Regions from separate parts of the Mus musculus genome. Here region 2 is linked to region 1. Evidence: chromatin contacts called from public HiChIP or PLAC-seq data. All regions are on one chromosome and are shown on one strand. The core of a region is the stretch at or near the end of the contact, and the rest is flanking DNA. Distances in the headings are between cores, read along the strand shown.

Region 1 (4,261 bases), core at 709-3,208:
GATAATGCATGGAAACGTATCTCTTCCTATACTTCAGGAGAGGGATTCCCTAGGGAGATAGTTACAACCCAGAAAACCTAAGATAGTGGAAAGGACACACTGGAACAGGGGGAACCCAGGAGGGCAGTCAGGACGCTACAGCAATAGTCTGCACACGTGGTGTAAACGCTCAGCAGAGTGTGGGAGGGGAACGGTGGGCACATAGGGGACTGGAGTCATGGTGAGGTGTGGGCAGGGGCTGAAGATATTGTAAATGCTATACGTCTGAGTTGCTGGCAAAGTAGTATTAGTGAGCAAACCAACGGCAAAGATGCAGTAGATAGAAAGTGGGGCTGTGTAGAAGATGCTCACAGCAGATGTAGCTCAAGCTAGAGCAGTGACAGGAAAAAGCCACATGTCGTGTTCAGTGGCCATGGATGAAGGAGGAAATGGATGAAGGAGGAATGAATCTCAAGAGATCGGACACTGTGGCGGGCAGGACTGGGAAGCCACACTTGGGTTTAGTAAACCAGACCCAAGAGTTCCTCACAGAGCCACACAGAGAAGACCCACAGGAGGACCGTGCCAGCCAAGCAGGAGAAGAAAAAGACTGCCGTAAAGACAGGACAGCTGACACTTCCAAAGCTACTGCATGAGGGTGAATGTGATGAGGACAAAAGGAGGGTGGGCCCTGGATTGGTACTGAGGAAGTGAACAGTTCAATACGAACACAATCTGGAACTTGCTGAAAGCCCGACTGCACTTGACCAAGGGTGACAAGAATGTTACCCGGAAAGACACCACCAAAAAGATAGGGAAATTAAAGTTGGGTGAGGCAGATGCTGCAGGCACAAATAACTGGAACAAGACCAAGATACCCAGGCTCCCTAGCTTCACTGAGGCTTTTAAACTATAACTTTGAAATCCTAGTTTATGTTTGGATGCTATCGATGATGGTAGCGAGAGAGTTTTTATTTGTGAAAACACATAATAGGCAATTTTGGTTCAAGGAAAATTTTTGGTTTTTTCAATTATGAACTTTTATTGGCATTGTAAAATGTCCATCCTGATAACAGAAAGTTGTTTTCTAGTCAATGGGAGTGGACTAAATTGTAAGTGATACTAAGGGACTTTATTAAAAATGTGTCTGTGTATAATAAAATACAGTATTCAATATCGGTAGATGGGGGTTGAGCTATCTTAAATAAAAAAGGGTATCATTGCCTCTTTTCTCCCTGGTGTGCCTTCCCACTCCTGACGTCCCTTCTCGCTCTCTTGCCTGCAGGCTTTGATCCAGTGTGAGCAGCTGAAGAGTGAGCTGGAGAGGCAGACAGAAAGACTGGAAAAGGAGCTTGCCTCTCAGCAAGAAAAGAGGGCTGTGGAGAAGGAAATGATAAAGAAAGAAGTAACCAGAGAGAGGGAAGATGCAGAGTCAAAGGTATTGGGTGAGATGCTCTCCCACAGCTATGGCTGCATCTGATGGGTAGATCACAGTGGGGAAGGGCAGGCTTTGGCTCAGTTTCCAGTCCCTCCTGATAAGGGAGGTGGAGCTGAGCTCCTTCCACTCCTGGCAGTAGAGGACTGCCATGGATGCTCCTTAGGTCTTGAGAGATGCTCAGGCCAGAAGTGAAGCTAGACTAAACCATCAGAGGCTGCCTGTAGTGACTACCTATCTGTAAACAAGATTATGCACACCAGCAGGTCTCCCAAAGCACTTTCCCACATTATTTTACACTTCTGAGTAGTGGCAGAACAGAAATATTTACAGAAGAATAAGAACTCTCCAAATAATATATATATATTTTAATTTAGAGAAGTCAACATTTGTGGACTGACATCTGTTTTGTGTGTTTGCAATTAGTTCAGTTGTAAAAAATAATCAGAGAAATACACATGTGGAAAGTGGCTGTGTGCTATATCCCTTTCCACCCATCAGACTTGCCTTGGTCTTCTCAAAGTTGGCTTCCTCTGTCATCTGCACAGCATGCTTCACCTGCTCATAGGCACTTGTCTCTCTCTTCTGCGCTTCTGCCAAGCTGCTCCGCACAGAGACTAGCACAGACATTAAGTCATCTCTCTCTCTGTCAGCACAAAAAGAACACACCAGGTAAGAAATGAAGAAAGGGAAGCACTCGTGTGTATTAGAAGTGCTATGGCGGGCCTGCTCAGCACGCATCAAGCACCACCCAGAGAACGACCCTCTGTCCTCCTTCGGCAAGTGGCAGGCAGAGTGGCAGAAGGACTGCGGCATTCCAGGCAGGACCACATCTGCATGGGACAATACCCTTTTTTGGAAATGGCTGGCATATGCAGGACCACAGAGAGAGGCCTCAGCAAGAGGGAATGACTTAGAAAAGGGAAGTGAAGGAGCTGGGACAGGCAACCAAGTTCAGAAGAGTGCGCACATCAAAGGCAGCTTTACCAATGAGGAAGTCTATGTGAAAGACTTAGAATATTTGAAGAGAAACCTTGGTCTCACTCGTTAGCAGGCAGGGGTGGGGGTTCAAAGGCCTTGACGTGCTGTCTACTCTGGCTTGCTAGGACTGGTGGACACACTTCCTTTTAATCCTTCCGTGGCCTCATTTTCATCTCCCCCACCCCCAGTCAAATTCTCTCAGCTAGTTATGAAGTCTGCTGTTTATTTCTGCTTTTTATTTCAGTGGGTATTTTTATGGGACCCCTCAAGCCCTCCAGTTGTATCTTTTAGGAGCTGACACTCTAATTGAACAAAATCTTGGCTACTGGTCTGAATCCTGGGCAAGCTCCACCCCTCCCTTAATAAGCCTCAGATGTCCACTAGGCTGGGCTGCTTGTTGAGTAAGCAGAATACCAATGTTGTGACATGAAAAATTGCTAAGATCCAATTTCCCGGGTTAAACGAATTCCATAACAAACTCTCAGGATATTTCGAAACTTATCACTGTACAACAATCCGTAGTAGGGGGAACTAGAGAGACAGCTCAGGGAGAAGAACTTGCTCTTCACAAGGACCTGGGTTCAGCACCCACACCAAGTGGTTCCCGACCAGATCTACATTCGGTCTCTCAGGACCCCATGCAGCATGCAGACAAGCTAGCACATGTATATGCAAAATAAAGATATAGTTTAAAACTGTACATACCCACGGTGCCAATGAGAGAAATGAGGTGGTAAATTGTCTACATCTACAAAGCAGAGTGAAAAGCATGCTGGACTGTACATGTGCCATCTTGTGCGCCATCAACATGACCAGCTCTCTCATGCAGCGTCAACCCGCTGCCAGATTATAAACTGTCAGAGAAGAAGCAACTGGGATAAAAAGAAAGAAAAAGGAAAGAAAAGCAAGCAAGCAAGCTGCAAGCAAGCAAGCTGCAAGCAAGCAAGCTGCAAGCAAGCAAGCTGCAAGCAAGCAAGCTGCAAGCAAGCACTGAAGAGTGGTTTGGAAGATCGCAAACACTGATTCCAAATACCCTTCTAAACTAACTAATGACTCCACAAATCTCCCGAAGAAAAGATTTTAAACTATCTGTGGTATTTGGAAAATAGTCACACACAGTTTTAGAAACATGTAATGCTGAACACATTCATAAAAGCTCTTTTTGTTAAACCACAAATTGTTACAAATAGCATAAAATTCATGGAATGGTGATGAGCTTCCTGATTTGTTTTAAATCCATGAAAATTACTTAATTTTTATCCTAAGTGAAATAAAAAACAGTAAATTGTTCTGATTGAATATTATGAGGCATAATTATGTGGGAGAGTAAGAGACTCAAAAGCAGATTTATCATTCTAAAGTAAAAAAGGAATGCAAGCAAAACAGAATTTGTACTTATTTGAGTTTCAAAACAAAAGTGTAAATAACATAAACCGGGATACACAAATGACAAGGACCTATGAACCTGGAAGAAAATCACCCTTAGGAGCACAAAGCAGTCTGAGAATCATGTGCTCGCCTCCCTGAGAGCTACTGAATAGCAAAAACGTTATAGCTCGGTGGCATCCTTTCTCTGCCCTGATACTACTCTATCACAAGGACGAGGTTCCCAGCCCCAAAGAGAACGGCAAGCTGCCCAGTGAATGTAAAACAAGTTAACTGACCCTGCGAGGCCAAGAGCGACCACCTCTGCTTCTCACGGAGATAGCTTTAAGCCACTTAGTTTATTTTCAGGGCACCCTCTATCAAGAGTAGTATTTGTCACATAGTAGATCCTAGACAAAATAAATGACAAGAAGAACATATGTACGGGGCCGCAAGATGACTCACTGTGGGGAAAGCGCTTGCTGCTGGGGATGACAAACT
Region 2 (4,261 bases), core at 1,141-3,640, 610 kb before region 1:
AGGAAAGGAGCTAGGGTCCCATGATCCCCTTCAAGGTCACATCCACACCGTCCTAACTTCTTCCTACTAAGTCTCACTCATAAAGATTTCATGGAATCCAGTATAGACATGGGCTGCTTTTCTGTACATGAGCCCTCCCTGTCTCTTCCTGGTGCTATGATAAACTGTCCTGAGGAAAGATGGCCATATTCAGGCTCACAGTTCAAGGGAATACATTCCAATATGGTGGACAAAGGATGGCAGCAGGAGCAGAAAGCTGCCTGGCTGTCTTTCCTAGGCAGTCGGGAAGCAGAAAGAGGACAGGAAATGGGGCTGGATTATAAAATCAGAAGCAGGAGAAAGCCACAAGTTCTAGGCCAACCAGGGCTACATAGCAACATCCCGTCTCAGGTAGATAGATAGATAGATAGATAGATAGATAGATAGATAGATAGACAGACAGACAAAATAAATGGAGGGAAATGAGAGAGAAAGAGAGGGGAAGGGGAGTGGGAAGGAAAAACAGAGAGGAAGAAAAACAAAGGTTGCACAAGGTATAGATGAGATGACATATAGCCAGTGCACCGTTAGTGACCACCAATGCTATTTCACTTACACAAATGTAGCAGGCTCCTTCGGAGAGTAATTGGAAAGCCCAGAATCTAAGAATTGTAAAGGGAAAATCACCTGCCACCCCTAACGATGACCAAGTGTTGGTAACTGTGGCTGGTGACAGCCAGCAGGGGTTTCTAAGCAGGCAGCTGCAGTGCCAGCTTTGGAGATAGGCGGGGCTCAGCCCATCAACTGGTTTTGACCTTGGGCACACTACTTCACCCTTGGACTCTTGATTCTTCTGTATCACAGTTTGTGGGAGACACCAGCTTCCTGCGGTTGATGTGAGAATGTGAGCGTCACTATCAAATGCCCAATTCACAATAGGTCGCAGTGGTCTCAATGGGAACGAGAACAGACACGTGTGTTACAGGCAGTGAACGCCATGGCATTTAGGAATGACCATACAGAGGGAGCACGGGAGGCTGGCAAGGGCAGCAGAATGTCTCTCCAGGCCAAGCCTGGGAAAGCACTGACCTCCACACTCTATGGTTCCTATCTTCCACCTCTCTCCCTTCCCTCCAGGTCGGGATGCTGGCAGGAAGCAGCCTGTGGGTGGTGTGGAAGGTGTGGAAGCTGTGACAGTAATACCAACAGTAGCTGTAGTAATAGCTGGCACCTTCCTGGAGGATCGCTGTGTGCCAGGCATGGAGCCAAGCCCCTTCTCACCTCCCCCTCAATTCCAAGAAAGGGGGATGGAGGGATGGAAGGGTTCTGCTTCAGAAGCTAGGCCTGTGAGCGGCCTCCCGGAGATTGGGGGACTACATGGATGATGTCTGAGCCCCACCACCAGACCTTCCTAAACCCACCTCCCTGAGACCTCTGTTAAGTTTGTGCTTCCGAGAACAACCAAGTCAGTGGGAAATACACAGAGCGTGATACACATACCAGAAAGACTCCAGCATGGAAGAGGCTGACTCTTTCTCAGATTGGAACCTGCCCCATGAACCTCAAATCTACATTGCCATAGAAAGCAAGCAACCCCCCCCCCACACACACACACCCCAGCTCACAATGTGTTGAACATCAATTAAATGTAAACTGAGTCCTAAACACAAAAAGGAGATGCAGTAAGGCTGAGTTTGCTGGCCAGGATTTGTCTAGATGGGAGCCTAGCTTCTGTTAGAAGGCACGGACAAGCTTTGGGTACTCCAGAGCATATGCATAGTCAGAATAATTGATGGTAGTTTTCTCCATCAAACACAGGATGGTCTCAGTGGCCTCAGTGGATCCCTGATCCATGGACGATGTGGGGCATAGCCATCTCGTTTACCACTCTGAGTAGCACCAAGAGGCAGGAAGCACATTAGGAAACAAAACAAAACAACAACAAAAACCAAAACCAAATCTCAAATCCATACTACAACCCAGTTGTGTGACTGTAGATCAGTCACTTCTCATCCCTTATCTGAGCCTGAAATTTGACTAAGTTGAAACCCCGATTTGTGGCTTTCAAAGGTGACCCTCTTTAGTCATTCAAATCTGAATTTCTGGGTCATCAAATCGAGGCAAAAGAAACTGGTACCAGGCTTCTTCTAGATTCAGCATCAGTCACCACTCATACTATGGGTTAGGGTATTTGTGAGGCTCTGGGGGAAAGTCAGGCCGTTAAGAACTGTACAGTAGGGGCATGAACCCAGTGTAGGGGGAGGAGGGATCTGTTGCCAAGGGGGAGTGGGCTGCAAAGCAGAGTGAGCAAGACACACCAAGAGGAAAGGACAGTTCAGCTTGGGTTTTCTCGAGCCAGGCGATGCCAGCTTTCTCAGAACGTTTGCTGGGTAAGTGATGTAAGAGAGAGAGAGAGCTACCACCACAGAGATCAGCTAAGCAAGCACTCGAGGTTCAGGCCCTCGGCCCACCCACCTCATAGCTCATTGCCTTTACAGCAGCTATGCTGGTCCTCAGGCACCAGGAAAAGACGTCGACTGAATGTTCCAGGTCAGTGGAGAGGGTCCCTCTAAGGACAGATCCCTGGGGACAGAAGCCGCAGGTGGAGTGGCAAAGAGAAGTAAAAGCTGACAGGCACAGCTGAGCCCAGGGGAAGTACCAGCCGGAAAGGGGTGAGGCCAAGCAAGAGGAAGAGCTGGCACATCTGGATACTCACGAGGTGCCAAACCCTAGACCCATACACACCCTGCTCATATTATCTTTAATTCTTTCAAGAGATCTGTGAAGTCTGTATTGCTAGATCTACTTTAGAACAGAAAACCACAGCTCAGGCACTGGGAAACATCATGAACAACAAGAATCTGGGAAATGGAAGGAAGGTCTGGGATTTGAACCCAGATTCTGCCAATATTCTTCCCACCTCCCTGGGCTGTCTCCTGGGGAAGGACAGTATGGAGACTCAGGTCAGAATGGTGTATGATTCTAGTGCTTCCACCCTGCCAGCCACCCGACTGCCCCACTACTCCAAGTACATTGACTGACTGGATCTATAATCCAAACACTTCTGTGCACCCCTTGCTCTGGTGAGAACTTAGCCAGTCCCCTACCTTCTGTCCCAGCATTGATCTCCAGCACTGTAGATGTGCCATTGCTACCTATCTGCTTCCACAAGAGAACGAGGACTTCTTCTGGAATGTACATGGAAACGACTCCCCTTGCTCCAGAGACCCTATAAGAGCTGACCTCATCCAGCACCCAGAACACACTCAGTCTTCAGCCCTCTGTCAGGGGTTAGACGGTGACTTACTAAAAGATAGATCTTCATTAGCACCCAGACCCTGTGAGTGCTTCCTTACTTAGAAAAGGGGTCTTTGCAGATACAACAAACTCTAGGATACTGTCACAGCCTTGAGTCCAATGGTCAGTTGTCCTCAGAAGAAGCAAAAGGAGAGACAGCATTGGTTAGGAACAATGAAGGTTAAACTGCAGCCACAGGAACATCGGAAACTGGAAGTGAAGAGTCAGGAAGTTTCCTCAATGGAGCTTCTGCAGGGAGCATGGCTGTACCAACAATCAATCTCTCTCTCTCTCTCTCTCTCTCTCTCTCTCTCTCTCTCTCTCTCTCCTTCCTTCCTTCTTTCTTTCTTTCTTTCTGTATTTATTTTGCACTCTAGCACTATAAGACAATGTGTTTTAGTCACCAAGTTTGTGGACATTTGTTCTCAGGTTCTGAGATAATTAAACACCCTCTTCACGGTGCTCCAAACAAGCTTTTTAGGCTGAATGAGGCCTCAATGTGTCTGGGTCTCCAGGTTCCTTGCACACACACACACACACACACACACACACACACACACACACACACACACACGCCTATCCCTGACTACAGCGTGCTCTTTCACCTGCTCACTGCTGGCTAATCTCTGTCCTCCCATCCCTTCCTTAGAAAAGTCTCCGGCACATTCTCTAGGCAGGTCCTCTCTTGCTGTGTGTTCCTATCCTCTGCCTTTGCTTCTTCTTTTGCAGAACACTCTTGAGGGCTTATGACAGTTTTTTTTGCTTGTTTATTTCAATACCCAGTAAATGTCATGATAGGGACTTCTGTGTTCGGAGACAAGTGTACAGTAGCAACTTTTAAAAATTTCTCTAGAGACATCTGTAAGGTGCTGGGGATGAAGCTCTGTCATCGGAGAACCTCTCTGGCCCACTCAAAGCCCTGGGTACCATGCCAGCTGTCTTAGTAAGGGTTCTATTGTTGCAACAAAACACCATGACCAAAAAA

The links. HiChIP or PLAC-seq counts read pairs in DNA pulled down with a chosen protein or histone mark.
Region 2: an H3K27ac HiChIP or PLAC-seq map of microglia shows a contact between it and region 1, with 6 times the contacts expected there. The contact joins two enhancer-like sites. A contact is called at or near these places in 3 of 115 datasets of contacts at active chromatin or transcription factors (embryonic basal ganglia, microglia and pancreatic cancer cells).

The regions. Positions count from the first base shown.
Region 1 is chr1:176,851,563-176,855,823 of GRCm38.p6, reverse strand. Sdccag8 (serologically defined colon cancer antigen 8) reads right to left here. Exons shown (of 18, transcript NM_029756.3): 9 at 1,922-2,060. Among named protein-coding and RNA genes, the nearest start is that of Sdccag8, 39 kb to the right of the region's middle. Within about 2 kb of position 1,958, at least 46 of the 459 cell types and tissues checked have an H3K27ac peak or open chromatin away from gene starts, as enhancers often do. A contact at or near this core is called in microglia, where this site is marked.
Region 2 is chr1:177,465,635-177,469,895 of GRCm38.p6, reverse strand. No RefSeq gene overlaps it. Among named protein-coding and RNA genes, the nearest start is that of Gm29856, 12 kb to the right of the region's middle. Within about 2 kb of position 2,390, at least 70 of the 459 cell types and tissues checked have an H3K27ac peak or open chromatin away from gene starts, as enhancers often do. A contact at or near this core is called in microglia, where this site is marked.